Regions from separate parts of the Gossypium hirsutum genome. Here region 2 is linked to region 1. The links are chromatin contacts, called in public Hi-C maps. All regions are on one chromosome and are shown on one strand. The core of a region is the stretch at or near the end of the contact, and the rest is flanking DNA. Distances in the headings are between cores, read along the strand shown.

Region 1 (4,363 bases), core at 1,311-3,810:
GATGGAATGAAGCTGGTTTTCTTGGCGGATGATGGAGGTTTCGAGCTGAACGAGTTGATGGGGGCTGGTGCTGAAGGGTTAGGGAAAGGAGTTTGCGGGGATAGTTATAAGGCTACGTTGAATGATGGGGTGGCTGTTGTTGTGAAACAGTTGAGGGGGTTGAAGCCATTGATGAGCAAGGAGGAGTTCATGAAGATGGTGAGAATGATTGCAGATCAAAAGCATCCCAATTTGCTTCCTTTAATGGCGTATTGGTGTTCCAAGGATGTGAAGTTGTTGGTCTACAGATATGCCAAAAATGGAAACCTCTTCAACCGCCTTCATGGTGATCAAATTATCAATTATGTCTTCTTCACCTTCTCTATAGATAGGGATAAATTAATATTTAATCCCTGAATTTGATAACTTTTTAAATTTTGGTCTTTAAACTTTTTTATCCACATTAGTATTTGAAAGTATGATGACCTGTGATTTTTTAAATTGTGTCATGTCATTATTTTTATTTTTTAAGATATATAATTATTTATATTTATTTATAAAATTTTTAAGTGATGATATGACACAATTTTAAAATATCACATTATATTTTAATAGAATTTAAATTTTAATATTAAATTGAAAAGAATTATTAAATTTAAGACTGATGTGAATAATTTTTTTTTCAAAACTAAGATGGAAAAATATTATATATATATTTTATTATTTTTTAATATAATCCAAAAATACTTAATAACAAAGAGTATTTATGGATTGAGTCGAGGAGTGGTTCTAAAATAACTTGAAATTTAAGCTCAAAGCCATCCAAAAGACTCATTTAGTGTTAAAAAATAAAGTAAATTTTATTTTATATTTTTTATTATTTCTAAACAGTAAATCAGGCTGGGCCGTGTGTGCCCCATGACCCCTAATAGTAATTTCCTGACCAAGACACATAACGAAAATGCAGGCGCGAGAGGTAGCCGGGACCGGATTTCTTTCAAATGGAGCTCATGATTGACCGTCGCTCGAAGCGTGGCACGAGCGTTGGAGCATCTTCACCTCAATTCGAACCCCTCCCAATGCACCGTCCCTCACGGCAACCTGAAATCAACCAACATTCTCCTCGACGACGACGGCGAAACGGTTCTCGTCTCCGATTACGGCCTCGCTTCATCCATGGCCCTTCCCGTCGCAGCTCAACATATGGTCTCATATAAATCACCGGAATACCAGACATGGAAAAGGGTTTCGAGGAAATCCGACGTGTGGAGCTACGGCTGCCTCCTTTTGGAATTACTGACGAGGAGAGTCTCGGTTCACTCGGCTCCGCCGGGCATCAATGGCGTGGATCTTTGCAAATGGGTCAAACGAGCTTTTAGAGAAGAATGGGTTGCTGAGGTATTTGATATGGAGATATCTATGGAGAAAAACGGTACTAAGGGGACGGAGAAGTTGCTGGAGATTGCTCTCCGTTGCTGCGATGAGTCGCCGGAGAAACGGCCTGAAATGGCGGACATTGCAGCGGAGATAGATGCCATAGAGGAGGTTGAAGCGGATCACGGAGCTGACTTATCGGCGGTGCAATCGTTAACTGAGGAGGGTTTCTCTATGCATGCTTCGTCGGCGATAGCGGATAGCAGCGACCGGATAAGTTGATAGGATTTTTTAAATGGTCAAATTCTGATTTTGGTCCTTTAACTATATTCAAATATGAGATTTAGTCCTTTTATAATTTTTTTAGTATTATGATAAACTTATCTCCTAATATTTACTTTTTTCCATTTTGGTCTTAATTCTTTTTCTTTTTTATCATTTTGGCCCCCAGCCATCAACTTTTACTTAAATTGCTTTTTTAGATGAAAAAGTTGAATGGACCATTAAAATTATTAACAACACTGATGTGGCAATATGTATGACAGTCAATTATACTTCATAAATTTAAAAATATAATAATAATTTGAAAAAAAATCAACAATTGTCTATAAATTTTAAAATTTTTATGAACTTTTTAAAATTTTGCTGATTTTTTTTTATTTTTTAAAAATTTATGAAGTAGATATAGTTTGGCACACATGATACCACATTAGTGTTGCTAAAATTTTAACAATTCAGTGCACTTTTTCATCTGAAAATAATAATTTAACTAAATTTAGAATGTTGAGGACCAAAGTGATCTCACAAAAAAATTTAAAAGTTAAAATGACAAAATAAGTAAATACTAATACTAGTATAACAATATGAGAAAAAGACTTATTTAACACATGTTTTAAATAGTTAGATATAGAGTAAAGAATAATTATTACAAATTTAATCTTAAAATTAAAAGGATTAGTAAAAACTCTTGTAAAAAATAAAGTAAACTATGCCTATGGTCCCTCTGAAATAAAGTTGATCATATTTTTATCACTATAATCTTTTTTTTTCTCAATTTAATCAATCTAATTAAAATAATTATTTAAAATACCCAATTTATTAAAAATCTCCTTTTTCACTAAGGAATTGCATAGTCAGCAGTTCACGTATTTTTTTCCACCTAATAAAAACTTGAGAAACAATCATAAACCCCCTAGAAAAAACTGCAAGGAAAAGCAATCACAGGCATATAAGAGAGAACACAAAAAGAAAGCATGAAAGAGGTTTTCAACCTAGGGCTATCTTTGTGTCTTTTGCTCAAAGATGAGAGGTAGGCCCAAGCAAAACTATAGTTAGATCGGACAGCCAGAGAAGTGAGTCCAAGAAGGTTAAGGGTTTAGACTTTAGGTTTGGATTCGTGAAATCCGACACCTCTCCGAGATAAAATATTTGGGGATCAGAGAAAAGGACATAGAGCGGACCCGAGCAATGCCATTTTGTGCCCGAGAGCGGTGATGACAGTGATAGCGATGGTGTTGCCGTTCAAAAATCGAAGGGAAAGAGAAAGCCATTCATTTTGGTAGGAGAGACTCTTATAACTGTGAATCTTTTCCATTCTTTTTCCCTTTAATTGAAGGTTTAGAGATTTTAAAAAGTAAGATTGATTAATGACAAATTCTTTCCGTTCCTTTCTTCTACTATTTCTTATCTTCCTTGTAAAATGAAGTTTGATAACAAGAAAAGTGGTGTCTGATAATCAACCCCCCCCAAGGTTTTCAATTGTTTCAAACAAAAAAGAAAAAGAAAAACGATTTTCAAACCTTTCTGGCTTCTGTCATTCACAAATGGGGTTTGATTACAAGATATTTCTTCAAAATATGGTTGTGTTTGATTTTTGATCGAAGTGAAGGAAACTTTTGGAATTTTGTCTGAATGGATTACGGTTAATCTAAGTTTAGTCAATCCGGTTTTTAGTTTTTGTAATTTTTTATTTTTTTTATTTTTTCATTTATTTTAGCTTAATTATTTCATTGGAAATCAGGTGAAGCAACTGGTGCCTGACATGAATTGTTGAAACGCTAGTGACTATAATAATGGCAACTTTTGCTTCAATTCGACAAATTAGCCGGCAATTTGTCAAAAGGTTTGCTCCATTTTCTCCTCTCTCTCTCTTTTTCTAAAGGTTTAATTTAGTTTACTGCTTGCTCAAAAATGTATGAATTGAAGGAAAAGGAACATTTTGATTCTTAACCAATTTTCTTTTAACCTTGAATCTCTCTTATGTTTATCAATTTTTCTCTTTCATTTTTTTGTTTTTGATGATTTTGTGAACCTTTTATAGTTAGTGTTAGAGAACTTGAATGCTAAGCTTTGCATGAAGTTTTCTTTCATTTGCTGCAATTAAGAGACAGAAGAAAAAGAAATTTGAAATTCTAAGTAATGTTACGTTCTTTATTAACATTCAAGAGATATAAATTCTGGGTTTGACAGAGAGATTATAAATCTATGATGTAACTTCTATTATATATATAGACACACACCTTGGTCTAAGGAGACACCTTGTGAGCTAGGACGCCCGCGAGTCCAACAATTCGCGAGTTCAAAGACCTTGTGAACGTGAATTGATGAGACCATGTCTGACACGGATACGATATCTGTCATTCAGATGGCGCACATATCCATTGACAGCCTCTATTTATTACTAGTCATTAGACATGATAGCCCATACCTATGGCAATAAGTCATTAATAGATTGGCTAAATTCCAGGGGGATCAGAACCAATATACGAGTGAAACATGGCATCTTGAGAACTAACAGAAACAACCCCTTGAAAGTTTATTGACCTAATAAAATGGGGCTAAGAGCCTAAGACATTCTCTCGCACTCTCAACTCTCTCCTCTCTTCTCCAATTTTTTCTTGACATCCACATTCCGGTTATCTCAACCCTCTCACAGCTTTCCCCCAGTGGGTGAACCATCACAAACTGCCGCAACCTCCTTGTATCAAAAATATATATGATAGGATTTTTT
Region 2 (4,380 bases), core at 1,009-3,508, 290 kb after region 1:
CAATTCTTGAAAGGTGACATCTAGCAGATCAGAGATTCGAATCTCAGCATCTGCAATTCATTTCCTATCCTAGGTTACAACCTCCTATGTACAAAAAGAAAATTAATAATAAAGCAAAATGCAAATTTTAGAACAAACATGTAACAATTGAAGACTACCATTTCAATTTACTTTTTCAGGCAAAATATTTATCATGATGTAATTACCGTTTCTCCAGGTTCAAGCACATTGGCAATCCGTCTCTTTATTATCCCAACGTCTTGGGTGGAAAGATCCTGTGCTGCAACTTCATTATATTCAGCTTTTGTGGTTACAGATGTTTTTCCTGTATATTTTATATCAACTTCAACACTATCAAGCCAGGCATCCTACAATAATTCCATGTGGAGTCAATAGAAATTCTGATAATTATATTTAGCAGCTTCTGCATCAAAGTTTCCATGTGGTCAATACAATGCTTTACCTTGATTTCCTTGTCAGCGACATATTCAACAAAGTTTCCATCTGCATCAAAGTATCCTTCTTCTCTTTCTTTGCTAAGATTGAAAGGTTCTATTTGAACTCCATCATCAACGAAGTTCTCATTATCCTGCAAAAAGAAATTCTTCATCATTGGCTAATCCTGTCCCCTTAACCAATATATGAGGACTCTGGCAATCATCTTGACTGCAAGAAATCCAGCCAATTCAGCAAAGAAGCATCCTTAAGTTATAAATTAACTCGATAACAGAATTACTTGCCAAGTGTTTGATAGCTCACAGCAGCACTAAACATTGTAAGAGCCAAAACCTAAACTGGCATATCAATGATAAAGATACTTTCTTTTTAGGAATAAAATGGAGAAAAAAGAAGGCCCTTTACCATTTATTAGATTCAAAAGACTTAACTTGGAGAAAGCTACAGTACATAACTGGCAGGACCACCACAAACTAGATGAGAGTACAAAGATTGTGCATAATCTTCTACTTTTAAAACAGTTAGGATAAATTGGCATTTATTCAAAAAACATGGACTGCATATTAACATCTTATTGCCTCTTCATTCTATCAAGTCACGCATAGAATCTAACATCAGATAGACTAAGAGTGCAATAAACTTACCTCATATGAAATTTCAGCAGCTGATACATCATTAAGCATTCCTCTCCCATCTTCAGCAAATAGCTCCGTAGTAATTTGACTGCGGCGTTTGGCCCGCTCCTTAGCAGCGAGACGAGGATCCTTCAAGTCACCTGAACCGTCTTCAATATCAACTCTGTTCGGTGCTTCTTCTCCAGGCTTTACCTTCTTTCCCTTGGGAAACCTAACCCTCTTTTGCCTGTAAATCAACATATTGATATCAATTCTAAAATTCAAACAATACAAATGATTCTTAAAAAATAAAAAGGAGTGAGAATGGAAAATTAGTTTATCAAATGGTTAAGATCTCTGTCACCAGAAATCGTTATTTCCCTAGCGATCTTGAATTGGTTTGCGCAATCCCAATAAGAGAACAGTAGCAACCTAATTCAGTAAGACTAGCGATCGCATTAACCTATAGTTTATTATAAAATTAGAGAGTAAAATAAATGATTTCACAAACCTCAAATTTTATTTATACAAACACAGAAACTATATATATACAAGTTCCAAAACATCTCTTTAACATTCCAATAAATCGTACTTTGTTCCTACTAAACAAACGAGAGAAGATTGCCCCTATCTAATTAGGTTTCAAATAAGTAGCGATTCGGGTTCTAATTTTCGTTTCTCAGTACCGATTACACCGAGCCATAACCACTTCGCTACCTTCTAGCTTGACCATTAAGATTAACAAATTTTCAATCATCATTTCTTTATATTCTTCAAACCAAGCAAAGCCTAAAGGAATTGACTATCAAAGACTTAGAAAAAATCATTTAAACCCTAAAAAATCAATAAACTAAATAAGCACGGCCTAAAACATATAGACCGGCGAAAACGAACTACGAGCTAAAAACAATTGCAACGATATACTGAGATATGAAATTAAAAAATTAAATAAATAAATAAGAGGATTCAAAGGAAATAATTACGCTGGAGGCTTGTTGGAGTGTTGGTCTTCGAAGAATTGGCGCTTGAGATGAGAACGCTGTTGTGGGTTTTCTTCCATGACTGCAAATATTTCTCAGCTGAGCTCCAAAATTTCAAATGATACAGAGACTTTGAGAGCAAAATAAAATAAAATGGTGGAAGGGACAATAAGCATTTGCCGACTCACCTAGCTTGTCAATGTAGCTGAGCCCACATGAATTATCGGGAACTCGACTCAACTGATGTTTTGGGTAAATTTCAAAATTGGTCATTTATGTTTATATAAGTTTAAGTTTTGGTCATCTAACTTTAAAGAATTACTATTTGGTCAGTAACGTTGTCTATAACTCACATTGTGGTTACTCGGCACCAGAGATGTCTATGGATGTAAAAAGTTAATAAAATTAGATATTTATATTAATATTTATATATTTTCATAATTAAATTAAACAAAAGTTGGTATTATCTAAATCTAACCTAATTTGAGTTGAGCTGAACGAATAATCAAATTATCGGACAAATCTACTTATCACAGAGAAAGAAGCAGAACAAACATCAATAGCGACCCAAGAAAATCAAAAAATGAAAACAAGGGGAGAGGTTCAGTTCGGTAAAATCAAGTTGGAGATGCTCCAATGATATGCCTGCCAGTGAGAATCAATGGCGGTTGGAACAACTAGGAAGAAAATGGAGAAGGAATGAAAAGAAAAATGAACGGAAGAAAGAAAGAAAAAAACAATATAACAAATGCAAAGGGAAAAAGTCATAGTTTTTTAGTAAATATAATCTAATTTATTTAAATATATAAATTTATTTAAATATAAATAATAATTTTTTTCTTTTTATATTATTTCACCATTATAATAAGAATTTTTCTAGTTTGGTAGTTTATCTATGATACCTAACAATCACTTTCTTCCCAGTTTACCAAATAATTATTACAAACAATAATGAAACATGTGGCATACTCGTTCTAGATGCTAGTAATTATGAGGATTAATCAAGATAAAAATAATATTTCAAGTACTAAAATAGAACAAAATATTAAATATTAAAATAAAAGGTAAATATAATTTAAAGGTCAAATAATAAATAAAGTTAATCTTAGTATTCAATAGTTATGTTATCCTTGATAAAATTTAAATTTGAACTAGATACATATTTAATTATGAGATAGTCTGTTTCCTAATATACTTCAAAAAGTATGGAAAAAAGTAGTTTGGAGGTTCAGATAAATTAGTTTATCTATGTATATTAGGCCAAATAGTAAACTGGTCATTCTATTCATCTATTTTTATTGTTAAGTGGGGATGTGTCGTTATCTGATTGGTTGAATTACATCCATATAAAAAATTTCATTCATTTATTTACCTGTAAAAATGTTTATCTTTTTCTTTTATTAAAAAATTCATCCATTTTGCGTGAATTAATCACCCCATGTATATATCACTATTTAGTTGCTTCACTAGTTACATAAACCCTCAACATTAGAAATTAATGAAATTTTTAATAAAAAATTAATTTGCTATTTGATATAACATACAATGGCTAATTTACTCATTTTTTACTAGATAAAATAAAGGTAATCTACCCAACTTCAAAAACTTTCAATTTCATCATCAATTCTTCAAAAATTTAAAATTTTAATCACCCACCGTTAAATACAATTTTTTTTTACTAAGACCATTGAATACTTAACAGAAAATTGACATAACCTTTTTTTATTTGCATAATAATAAATTTAGCTTTCTAATATTTACACATTTTATCAATTTGATCCCAAATCTAAAAATTCAACAAATCTAGCCCTCAATGTTTACAATATTTGTCTTTTAGTTTTAATTCTAAAAAATTCAATAAATTTAACCCTTAACATTTACAAAATTTATCAATTTATTTCTAATTCTAAAAGTTTAAAGAAAAGGAAAAATATTTTTAAAAAGTCCAAATTTGGATAAAAATGATTTTAAAAAAATCTAAAAAGCATAGAAAAACCCAAAACAAATAAAATAAAAAATACAAAAAAGAAAATTATATCAAATGATTTAAAAATAAATGAACACAAAATAGATTGATAAGTATTAGAAAGAGATAAAGTTAAACATTCCCATAGGACATAGAATTAACAAAGTTATCTCCATTAGTTCAATGCAGCTCATACTTGGACTAGATTTCTTGGGATTTTGATTGTTTAATTGATTTATTTAAACTAATATTATTAAAATCGAACCAATTGAACCGAGAACTGATCGATACACCAATCCGAAATAATATGAAAAAAGGGATTGACCTAAAAATCGGATCAACCGCGACCACCAACTAGATGAAC

What was found. A called contact is a pair of places that touch in the nucleus more often than the background predicts.
Region 2: a Hi-C map of leaf shows a contact between it and region 1, with 2.6 times the contacts expected there. The contact joins the promoter of LOC107893985 here to the promoter of LOC107893993 in region 1. A contact is called at or near these places in 2 of 34 Hi-C or Micro-C datasets (both in leaf).

What each region holds. Positions count from the first base shown.
Region 1 is chrA13:15,314,520-15,318,882 of Gossypium_hirsutum_v2.1, forward strand. LOC107893993 reads left to right here and starts at 2,561. Exons shown (of 5, transcript XM_041084980.1): 1 at 2,561-2,911; 2 at 3,374-3,475. The coding sequence starts at 3,426. LOC107894625 (probable LRR receptor-like serine/threonine-protein kinase At4g31250) reads left to right here and starts at 1,156. Exons shown (of 1, transcript XM_016819882.1): 1 at 1,156-1,635. The coding sequence starts at 1,156. The coding sequence ends at 1,635. It overlaps LOC107894626 (inactive leucine-rich repeat receptor-like serine/threonine-protein kinase At1g60630), which reads left to right. Exons shown (of 1, transcript XM_016819883.1): 1 at 1-396. The coding sequence ends at 396.
Region 2 is chrA13:15,605,522-15,609,901 of Gossypium_hirsutum_v2.1, forward strand. LOC107893985 (SUPPRESSOR OF ABI3-5) reads right to left here and starts at 2,259. Exons shown (of 11, transcript XR_005907512.1): 1 at 2,054-2,259; 2 at 1,101-1,317; 3 at 464-589; 4 at 207-368.